2 separate regions of the Mus musculus genome follow, and region 1 is linked to region 2. A link is a contact called in public promoter capture Hi-C data. All regions are on one chromosome and are shown on one strand. Each heading gives the region's core, a stretch centred on a gene start, on an enhancer-like site or on the middle of the called end of the contact. The rest is flanking DNA. Distances are from core to core; before and after follow the strand shown. Region 1 holds the start of Hace1 (HECT domain and ankyrin repeat containing, E3 ubiquitin protein ligase 1). Region 2 holds the start of Popdc3 (popeye domain containing 3).

Evidence for each region. Promoter capture Hi-C pulls out the DNA fragments that hold promoters and counts their contacts.
Region 1: a promoter capture Hi-C map of cranial neural crest shows a contact between it and region 2. The contact joins the promoter of Hace1 here to the promoter of Popdc3 in region 2.

What each region holds. Positions count from the first base shown.
Region 1 is chr10:45,575,576-45,580,110 of GRCm38.p6, reverse strand. It overlaps Hace1 (HECT domain and ankyrin repeat containing, E3 ubiquitin protein ligase 1), which reads right to left and starts at 2,282. Exons shown (of 24, transcript NM_172473.3): 1 at 1,961-2,282. The coding sequence starts at 2,036.
Region 2 is chr10:45,286,416-45,291,474 of GRCm38.p6, reverse strand. It overlaps Popdc3 (popeye domain containing 3), which reads right to left and starts at 2,170. Exons shown (of 4, transcript NM_024286.1): 1 at 1,900-2,170. Gm15934 (predicted gene 15934) reads left to right here and starts at 2,059. Exons shown (of 2, transcript NR_155869.1): 1 at 2,059-2,252; 2 at 3,842-4,164.

The DNA.
Region 1 (4,535 bases), core at 1,033-3,532, 290 kb before region 2:
TTAACACACTGACCCCGTTCATCAGCTTCTCTGTTCAGCCTTAAAGTGCAACCACAATAATTTGTATTTTTAGAATTCACTGAACATGATGATCTACCTGAAAGAGCCAAACTAAGAGAATTCAAAGATTCATCAAAACAATGGTAAATTCAAAGAACAAAATGAACAAATTCACTGTAATCAAATGAAGATGTGTAATCAAAGAGATGTGAGCAATATGCCATTTTTTGCCTAGCAACAAGAGGAAACACTTTATTTTTAATTGTAATATTTAAGTCTCCAAGCACTCAGACTGCTGACCAGAACTTCCCAAAGACTAGGTTAAGAAACTGATAATTAAGGTCTTTTAAATGTCGGCTGTATAATTAAATCCTGCTCATCTTCTAGGAACAAACCCTAAGGAAACAGAAGACTAAGCCTTAAGGACAAAGCTGTTCTTTTAAAATCAGTAAAAACATTAAAATGTTAAAAAGCAAGTTTTTGTTTCATTCATCCTACCAAGTCCTGCCAAATCATTAACTACATTTATGGATACACATCCACGATGTTTTCTAAACACAAAACAAGACACTGTATGAAAAATGTTAGGTAAAAATGCAAAAAGATTGTTTACTATTGTGAATAGAATGACAGATTTTTCTTTATTTTTATTATCAAATCTTTCTATAATTAAAATATACAAAATATATAAATATATTTAAATATAAAATGTTTAAAACCAGGAAATATTATCAAAGCCTTTTATATCATATTTATGCAAAATGCCGGATATAAGTTAACAATACAAATAGCAATGTTAATAACCTACGCACACAGCCCTCATCAGCTGTTACCAATAGATAGCATGACATCAGGAAATATGTGAAAGCAGCCCCTAGTGAAAAGATTCACAGAGGAAATAAAGAAAAAGTTGAAGCTGACGTTTACTTCCTAAAACTAGATTGTTCTAAATTGTTTCAGTCTAGGAAAGTAACAAATTAATATATATATATATATATATATATATATATACTCAGAAACAGTTGCCACAAATTTTCTCTACTCAGAATCATAAAGAATAAAACTTTTCAAAAAAAAAAAAAAAAGTATCCCCAAACTCACAAACTCCACATTTCTTTTCATCACTCTCCTTAGCTAACTAAAACGAAGTTGGTGGGGGGGCGGGGGGGGAGGTGGAATAAAGCAAACTGAGCAGAGCAAGGTAGGCGAATGCCTAGAATCCAAATTCTTGGAAGGCTGAGGCAGGAGGCTCTAAAGTTTGCAGCCAGCCTGGGTTACAAACCTGACTGCCTTGTCTCACCGCCACTAAAATTAGTCTGACTTCACAAGGCATCAAACAACGCCCCCAGCCCCGCCCCACCTCCTCTATTTGGAGTTTGCCAAAGCAAAAGTTCGAAACAGAGCTTTTATTCCGGTGTGAATTCACACACACACACACACACACACACACACACACAGAGTTCTCACCCAGCCCACAATTCACACACACACACACACACACACACACACACAGAGTTCTCACCCAGCCCACTCAACCCAAGTCTGCAGGACTAAACGATGGAGGCAGGCAAGCTACAGCAGGAATGCCTGCTACACCAACAGAGCTGCACAAACACACCTGTCTGGTGGCTGCCAACCTTTGTCTAGTGCCAAAACCGAGGCGCCCCGCATTTCAAATAAATCCTAGCCCGCCTACCTCACTCTGTAGCTTAAGCAAACCCAGCACGTCCCCAGCCCGAGCCCGTGCGAGGCGCCACCGCACCCTTTCCCAGTGCGGGGCCCGGACCCCGCGGAACGCATTTCCGCTCGGACCGAACCCCACCGGACAGCCCGTCCCCGTCCCCGGTCCCCGTCCCCGCCCCAGCCCCAGCCCCCGCCGGCCGCGCCCCCGCGCCTCCCGCCGACTCCCCCCGCCCGCCAGCCTCGGAAAAGTGCAGCGCGCGTTCTCCGGGCGCCTCACCCTCGGGCAGCTCCACGGTGCGCGCGCGGCGCAGCGAGCGCGTCAGACGGTTGAGCTGCTCCATCGCTCTCTCCATCCTCGGCGCGGCCTCCGCGAAGCCCCCGCCGCGCCCGCGGCCTCCGCGACCCGCGCCCTACATCCCCGCACAGGCCGGGAGAAGGAGCGAGCTCGCTGCGGCCGGCGCCCAGGAACGCTAGGATGCTAAGCCGAGTCAGTCCGCCGCACCGACGGCTGCCAACCAGACCGCGCTGGGGTGGGCACCAGCCGCCGCCTCCGCTCGCTCGCGCCTTTCCTGCCGCGGCCCCGCTTCCCTCCTGGGCTCGCGAAGCCTTCTGGGAACTGTAGTTTCGAGCTGGCTGGGCCGCACTCCCCGACGGAGCCACGCCTCTATGGCATCTATGTGGTGATCTGTAGGTTAGACTGAGCAATTTGTGGAAATACTTTGTGGGCTTTCACGCGCCCTCACGTTCTTCCCTCCAAAGTTGTATAAGAGCATCCTCCCTCGGTTCTAACACACCCCAGTAAAGCAGATTAGAGAATTTCAGTTATTCCTAAATTCATCACCACCAAGCTAAAACAGATGTACTTTTCTATAAACAAATGCCTTAACTATCCTGCTTACAAATTAAATTTTGAACAGTAATAAAACTCAAGTTCGAAAGCAAAATTGTAGGTTTTTTTTTCCTTTATTGTGACTTAACAATGCCTTGTTTCTCTTGCTGAGTACATTTCTAAGAACAAGGACACAGCTCTATCGTATGCCCCGTCATATATATCCCTGTACTTAGCACAGAAAATGATGCCAACTCCAAACTTTGAGGAAAATCTAAGTGACAAACAGGAAAAACAAATGTTAATTTGGTAAAATGCAATCTCAGTTCCCATGACAGGCCCCAGTGGGCGAATCAAAGACTTCAAAGCTGGGCATGATAATACATACAGGTTATTCCCAGCACTCAAGAAGCAGAGGCAGATGGGTCCTGAGTTTGAGGTTAGCCAGCACACACAATGGAGCCCCGTTTTAAGATGATGGAGGTATGAGCTTTGAGCCTACTACATGTAGCCCAGGCTAGCTTTGCATTTGATGTGTAGCTAAAATGACTACATTCTTTGTCTCTACCTCCCCAGGGCTAGGATCTGTACTGCAGCCCTGAAGGGAAAGACTTCCCCTTCACAAGTGTTACAGCTCTGCTCCGGGCTGCAGGAGGGGGGAGTTTTCCCAATACAAGTGTAACAGCTCTCTGCTCCAGGAGAGGATGCTCCAGTGAAAGGGTTACATCTTTACTAGAGAGGGATCCTGGCAATCCAGAGCCAAAGAATACCACAAAGTCACATCACACACAAGACCTCACACAAGAGGTTTAGTAGAAAGGCAAAACCCAAGAGAGTGGCTGCCACTGCTCCGATGAAAAGCAGCAGGGAACTGAGCAGAAGGCAGGGCTTATATAGGCTTATATATTTATCTTATATAGGATTGTTGGGGCTTGGAGGTGGAGCTTTCCAAGCCAAGCTTGGGTGAGCGCAGGGGTTGGTGGGTTTTGCTCTTCAGAGATTAGTGGGTTTTCTTGTTCAGGGACTGGTGGGTTTTCTTAACCCTTTTGTCCCACACTCACTACCACACCTGGTAGACACAAAACCTCAATTATGACAAAAATGGTTTAATAAAATTTAAGTTGGAATTAGAACAATGGCTCTACAGCTAAAAGCACTGGCTACTTTTCCAGATAACCAGATTTGCTTTCCACATAGTAGCACAGGGCCATCTGTAATGCCAGTTCCAGGAGATCTGATGCTCTACTCTGGCCTCCAGGCACTGCATACAAATGGTGCACAGACATATAAGCAGGCAAACACATAAAAACTTAAAATATATATTTTTTTTCAGGGACTGGAAAGGTGGGTCAGAGGTAAAAAGCATGTTCTACTCTTGCAAAGTTTGGTCCCCAGCACCCACCTGGTACCCCACCTGGTACCCCAAATCTAATATAGTCCAGCTCTAGGGAATCAAACATACTTTGGTGTCCATACCCATGCAGAGAACACAGAATCAAGAATAAAATATCTGGGCCTGGAGAGATGGCTCAGTGGTTAAAAGCACTGAATGCTCTTCCGAAGGTCCTGAGTTCAAATCCCAGCAACCACATGGTGGCTCACGCCATCTGTAATGAGACCTCGTGCCCTCTTCTGGTGTGTCTGAAGACAGCTACAGTGTACTTATAAATAAATAAATCATTTTTTAATTATCTTTTTAAAATAGTTTAAGGGGCTGAAGAGCTGGCTCAGCAATCAAGAGCACTGGTGCTTGCTATTGCAGAGGACCCAGGTTTGCTCTCCAAAGCCCACCTAGTGACTTAACTGTCCTTAGTCTAGTTCCGGACACTCAGATGATCTCCTCTGGCTTCTGCAGGCATTGCATGCACATTGTACACTTACCAGCAAACAGAGCACTCACCCATACAATAAAAGTAATAAATCAAGACTTCAAACAGGCAAACATTTAAAAATCTGAAGTGTGAATCAATCCAATCTGTGGTGAACATAAGAATGACGACTGAAAATGAAAAATTAAGGGAGG
Region 2 (5,059 bases), core at 921-3,420:
CCCTGGGCTGGAGAAGGACTCCCTGGGCTGGAGGAGGACTCTCCACAGTTATACTGCAGGAGATTTAACCCATCTCCTGGCTGGAGGAGGACTCCCTGGGCTGGAGGAGGACTCCCTGGGCTGGAGGAGGCCTCCCCATGGTTATACTGTAGGTGATTTAACCCATCTCCTGGCTGGAGGAGGACTCCCTGGGCTGGAGGAGGACTCTCCATGGTTGTACTCCAGGTGATTTAATCCATCAAGTTCTAGTTATTTATTTTAGTTAATACCAATAATAATTTTTCCATTAACATATTTTACCCAATTTCTATACTTAGATAAAGGAGGATTTTTCCCTCTTTCCTTTAAAAAATGTAATTAGTAATTTAATATGTTCCTCTTTTCCACAGGTAAATTCAATCAAACTCTGTATCACTCATAACCCTAGCTGAACAGTATAATTACAAAAAAAAAAAAAAAAACCCTCAACAGGTTTGCATATCCATCATAGACATTTTCCAAAGCAGTTTTGAAATCTGCTTTGTTACACATCATAGCGAATGCTTCCAGATTCTCCTGGTCAGAAAGAGCAGACAGAGGGGCTGTAGCTGTCCACGTGAGCCTTGAAGATTGTACTCTGGGATCTTGGCTTCCTGTGACATCAACAGCATAGAACGAACGAAAGCATTCTCAAGCACAGGCTACACAATGATTCAGCTATTTTGAAAAACTAATTGGATTAATAAGCTTAACTATTGAATGCCTCCTGTTTAACCATAAAGTTTTGACAACAGAGAATGCTTTAGATTTCAGTTTGGCTTAGTATCTCAAACTATTGAAGACCACACACAGATTTTCCAGGACAGAAGAACCTCGGGTTATTTGGAAACTGGAACCAATTAATCCCTTTATTTTTGCAAATGGGGAAACTGAGGTCCATTTTTTTTGTTTGTGTCTATAGCTCTGTTGCTGTTGTTTTCTACCATGAAGGACAACACCTAATTACTGTACTAGCTTAGAATAAATATTTCGTGCAATAGATTTTAGAATTAAAAAATGAGCAGGGAAACAAAATAGTCACAAAAGGCAACAACAACAGGCACCAATAATACTTTTTCCAAGGCTGTCACTAAGTTTAATTGCACTTTTGCAAGCGTGCAAATTGAAACAGAAACATCAGGAGGGTGGGTAATTTTGTTATTTTTGATTCAATTTTCTTTTAAAAGTGGGATTCTAAACCTACTTTCCATTAATTTATTAAATGTTTATCCTTTTAGTATTTTTTTCTTTTTCTTTTTTTCTTTTTCACTTTCCCCAGATGTTACCTGGCTGAAATTTCTCCCCCTCGATCTTTGTACTGCATTTTGACACTGTCTTTGATCCTTTCCTACAATACAGACTCTCAAAACTAAACCGCTAAAACCAATCTTGATGATGAGATGACATGTGGGGTGTATAAATGTCGTTCTTTCTCTGGCAAGGGGATCTCCAAGTACAGAAAGCAGGTCAGAGTCTAGCTGCCCTTTGACCCCAGCACCTACCACACGCCCTAACTGCACAGACCCCAGTTGGGGTCTTAGTCTTGGAAAGGAAAGTGTTACAGGGCATGACTCGCCCATGGTGAAACGCACACCTGCCAGGGCCCCAGGATCTGCTTTTCCTCTCGAAATATTTTCCTTGGGGCACCAGGTGCCTAGGGCGCCGCGAAGGTTCTGGAGCACTGGTCTGGCAGCTTCGTTGGGGGGAGGACCGCTCGCTCTCCCGCGATCCCTAGGGGAGCTGCAAGCCACGCGGCGCGCACCGGGCTCCAGGGCGCGCACAGAGGGGACGCGCAACGGGGGTCTGAGCCTTTCCCCGTTCCCGGTCCGGGCAGCCCTGCGAAGTTGCTGGGCTGCCACTCCCGCGCGGCTCTCAGCTTACCTTCCCGGCCTTCACGACGCTCCCGATGGAGCCCGTAGAACTTTCCAGCCGAGTGAGCAGTGGCAGGCGGCTCTGGTGACTCGAAAACCCACGGTCCGAACCGCTCTCGCCCCGCTGCCCGCCCGCACCCGCCGGGATCCCGGACGCGTCCTCCCGCGCCCGCTCAAGCAGGGCGCAGCCGATCAGAGCCGCTCCCAGCGGCGGGGACGGGCTCGGGCGCGCGCTCCGAGGCAGGCGGGCAGCCAGCGGGTGCCAGCAGGGTGCGGAACTCGCGAGGCTCTAAGTTGGTAAAGACTCATGGTAACCAGTCTTCGGCCCAGACCCTGGGCTACCCTTGGTGGAGAGTGATGGAGGTGAGCACCAGCACGGGAAGCAACTATCTGCCTTCTCACCCGGCCACAGACAAGAAAAATCACCAGAGAGGTGTGGGATATATATGTGTACTGGGCAGAAAAGGGGCAGTGTTTATTTGTGAGTAAATAGGTTGGTTAAAGGGGGAAAAAAAAGATAAAGGACATAGATCATAAAAGACAAAACACAAATGCCACATAAGTTCAAATAATAGGAAAAAGGGGGGGAGGGGCAATTTAAAGCAAGTGTCACATGCATTTTTGCCTCTATGAGGTTTTTATTTTCTTCAGTAGACCAAACTACGTGGTAACTGTGAATAAATACGGGCATGACCTTTCCAAGTCGTGTTTGAGGAGGTTTTTACTGTAGATACTAGCGGGAGTATAGCCCGAGGCATCTGAAAGAGTCTAGAACAGGGAGAGTTTGTAGAACACTGAATATGAGCCACAGACTGAACCAGGCCATGCGAAGGTGGCACATGGGGTGGGGGTGAGGAAGAGAAGAAGAGAAGACAGAGAAGACGTAGATAAAGATCGCGGAGAGCTAAAAGCCAAGAGAAGGAACGACCAAAATGTCAGGATCCTGTAGGAACACGCAGCTGGGCGAAGGAAAGCAGGGGTAAAGAAGTTTAGGGTGGAGGGTGGGGTGAGAAGAGCTGAGACTAGCCAGGATGCTAGCAGGTACTTGCAAGGTGGAGACAGTGCTTTGATATGCTAATAGCACCGCAGTTAACTCTGAGTTTCCTTTGGACCTGACCAAAGGAGGAAAAATGAGACACACAACTTAAAGATTTCAGTGCCATCCTTTTTGCTGATTTTCATTTTATATAACCATTCTGGTAGAGATGACTCCAAGAAGGACATTTTTTTTTCTCGTGTTTTTTATTTGTTTTATTAGGTAATTTATTTTATTAGTTAGTTAATTTGTTTATTTGTTTGTTTGTTTGATTGATTTAGTAGTTACTTTGTTTGTTTGTTTGTTTGCTTGCTTTCTTGTTTTGAGACTGGGTCCCTCCACACAGCCCTGGCTGTTCTGAAACTCACTATATGGTTTAGACTGGCCACAAACTCAAAGGGATCCACCTGCCTCTGCCTCTCTGCCTCTGCCTCTCTGCCTCTGCCTCTGCCTCTGCCTCTGCCTCTGCCTCTGCCTCTGCCTCTGCCTCTGCCTCTGCCTCTGCCTCTGCCTCTGCCTCTGCCTCTGCCTCTGCCTCTGCCTCTGCCTCTGCCTCTGCCTCTGCCTCTGCCTCTGCCTCTGCCTCTGCCTCTGCCTCTGCCTCTGCCTCTGCCTCTGCCTCTGCCTCTGCCTCTGCCTCTGCCTCCCCAGTGCTGGGATTCAAGGAGTGTACATCACACTCAGCTCATTTTTCTAGTTTTAAAAACATGTATTATCACTGTTTATGTGTCTGCTGTGCAGAGGGGACTGGAGGACAGAGGACAACTTTGTGTAAGAGGTTCCTCTTATTCCACCTTTTCATGGGTTCTGCGGATCCAACGTGGATCATCAAGCTTGGCCATCTGGGCCAATCTGGGCCATCTTTTTGGTCCCCATGACAAACATTATTTATTGAGTAATCGGAATCCGTTTTAAGCCTCAGAACGACCACGAAACCAAGACTAGAGATGACAAGAACAAAGGCCAAGCATCCCAGTTTCTGTACCATGGACGGCTGGAAACCATTTGACTTCCCGGCCTTTGTTCCCACTCACCACTTTGGAATTTGCTCCAGTGTTCAAATTTATCTGGAGAAAAGAAAGAAGGCTAGAGAAGTAAGAAAGCCATGAAAGTTTATGTCAGATGCATTCTGGATTTGTGCTCGATTGTATGAGCGTCCTGTGTTTGAAATTGCTGGGATTATATTCATAATGTTAAGTTTGAAAGCTTAGAAGCAATAAAGTTATGCTGTGTGACAGATTCTGGTGGCTACTATGTTCTATGTTTCTTCTGGAGTGCAGGTGGGACCTGCTGTTAGAATAAGCGGCACAATCCTGGAGGTCCACCACGCTGCCGGACTCCCGTAGGAAGTTTTATTGGTAGAGGAGCCTCCAAGGGGATGAGAGGGAAAAAGAGAAAAGGGGGCTGTGGCTTGGAGTACAGGTCTTTTGTTTGTTTGTTTGTTTGTTTGTTTTTCAAGACAGGGTTTCTCTGTGTAGTCCTGGCTGTTCTGGAACTCACTCTGTAGACCAGGCTGGCCTTGATCTCAGAAATCTGCCTGCCTCTGCCTCCCAAGTGCTGGGTGCACCAAGAGTACAGGTCTTTTACCTGGACCGTGACGCATGCGCAAAAGGATGTACAGTGGGTGTCATGGCAATGGACACAGGAGTGGTGCTATTGTCTAGAGATGATGTGTCTTGTCTCTTGGTCCAGGAGCTGTCTGTCTGTCCAGGAGTTTCTGGCTGTCCAAGGATGTACTGCATGATAACACCTGTGGCTTGCTTCTAAACAGTGGCAGAGCTGACTCACAGATGCCACTACTGTGACCACAATCTGTCATAAAAGGCTCCCTTTAGCCATCAGACTTTCTGTAGAGACCATCCTTTCTGGCTTGGTGAAGAAAATGGCCATGACATCCTGTGGTGAGCAGGCGTGGTAGGCTCTAAGAGTCCAGAGGCAACCTCCAGCCAACAGCCTCTTGTCTATAAACCAGTGACATGGATTCTAACTGTAAGTTTAAGTGACCTTGGAAGTTGATTCTTTCCCCACCAAGAATCCAGGTGAGAACTTCAACCGTGTGATGTCTCAATTGCAGCTTTGTAAAACCCAAAGAAGTCCATGCCAGGCTTCTGACTCATCCACAGACTACAATTCC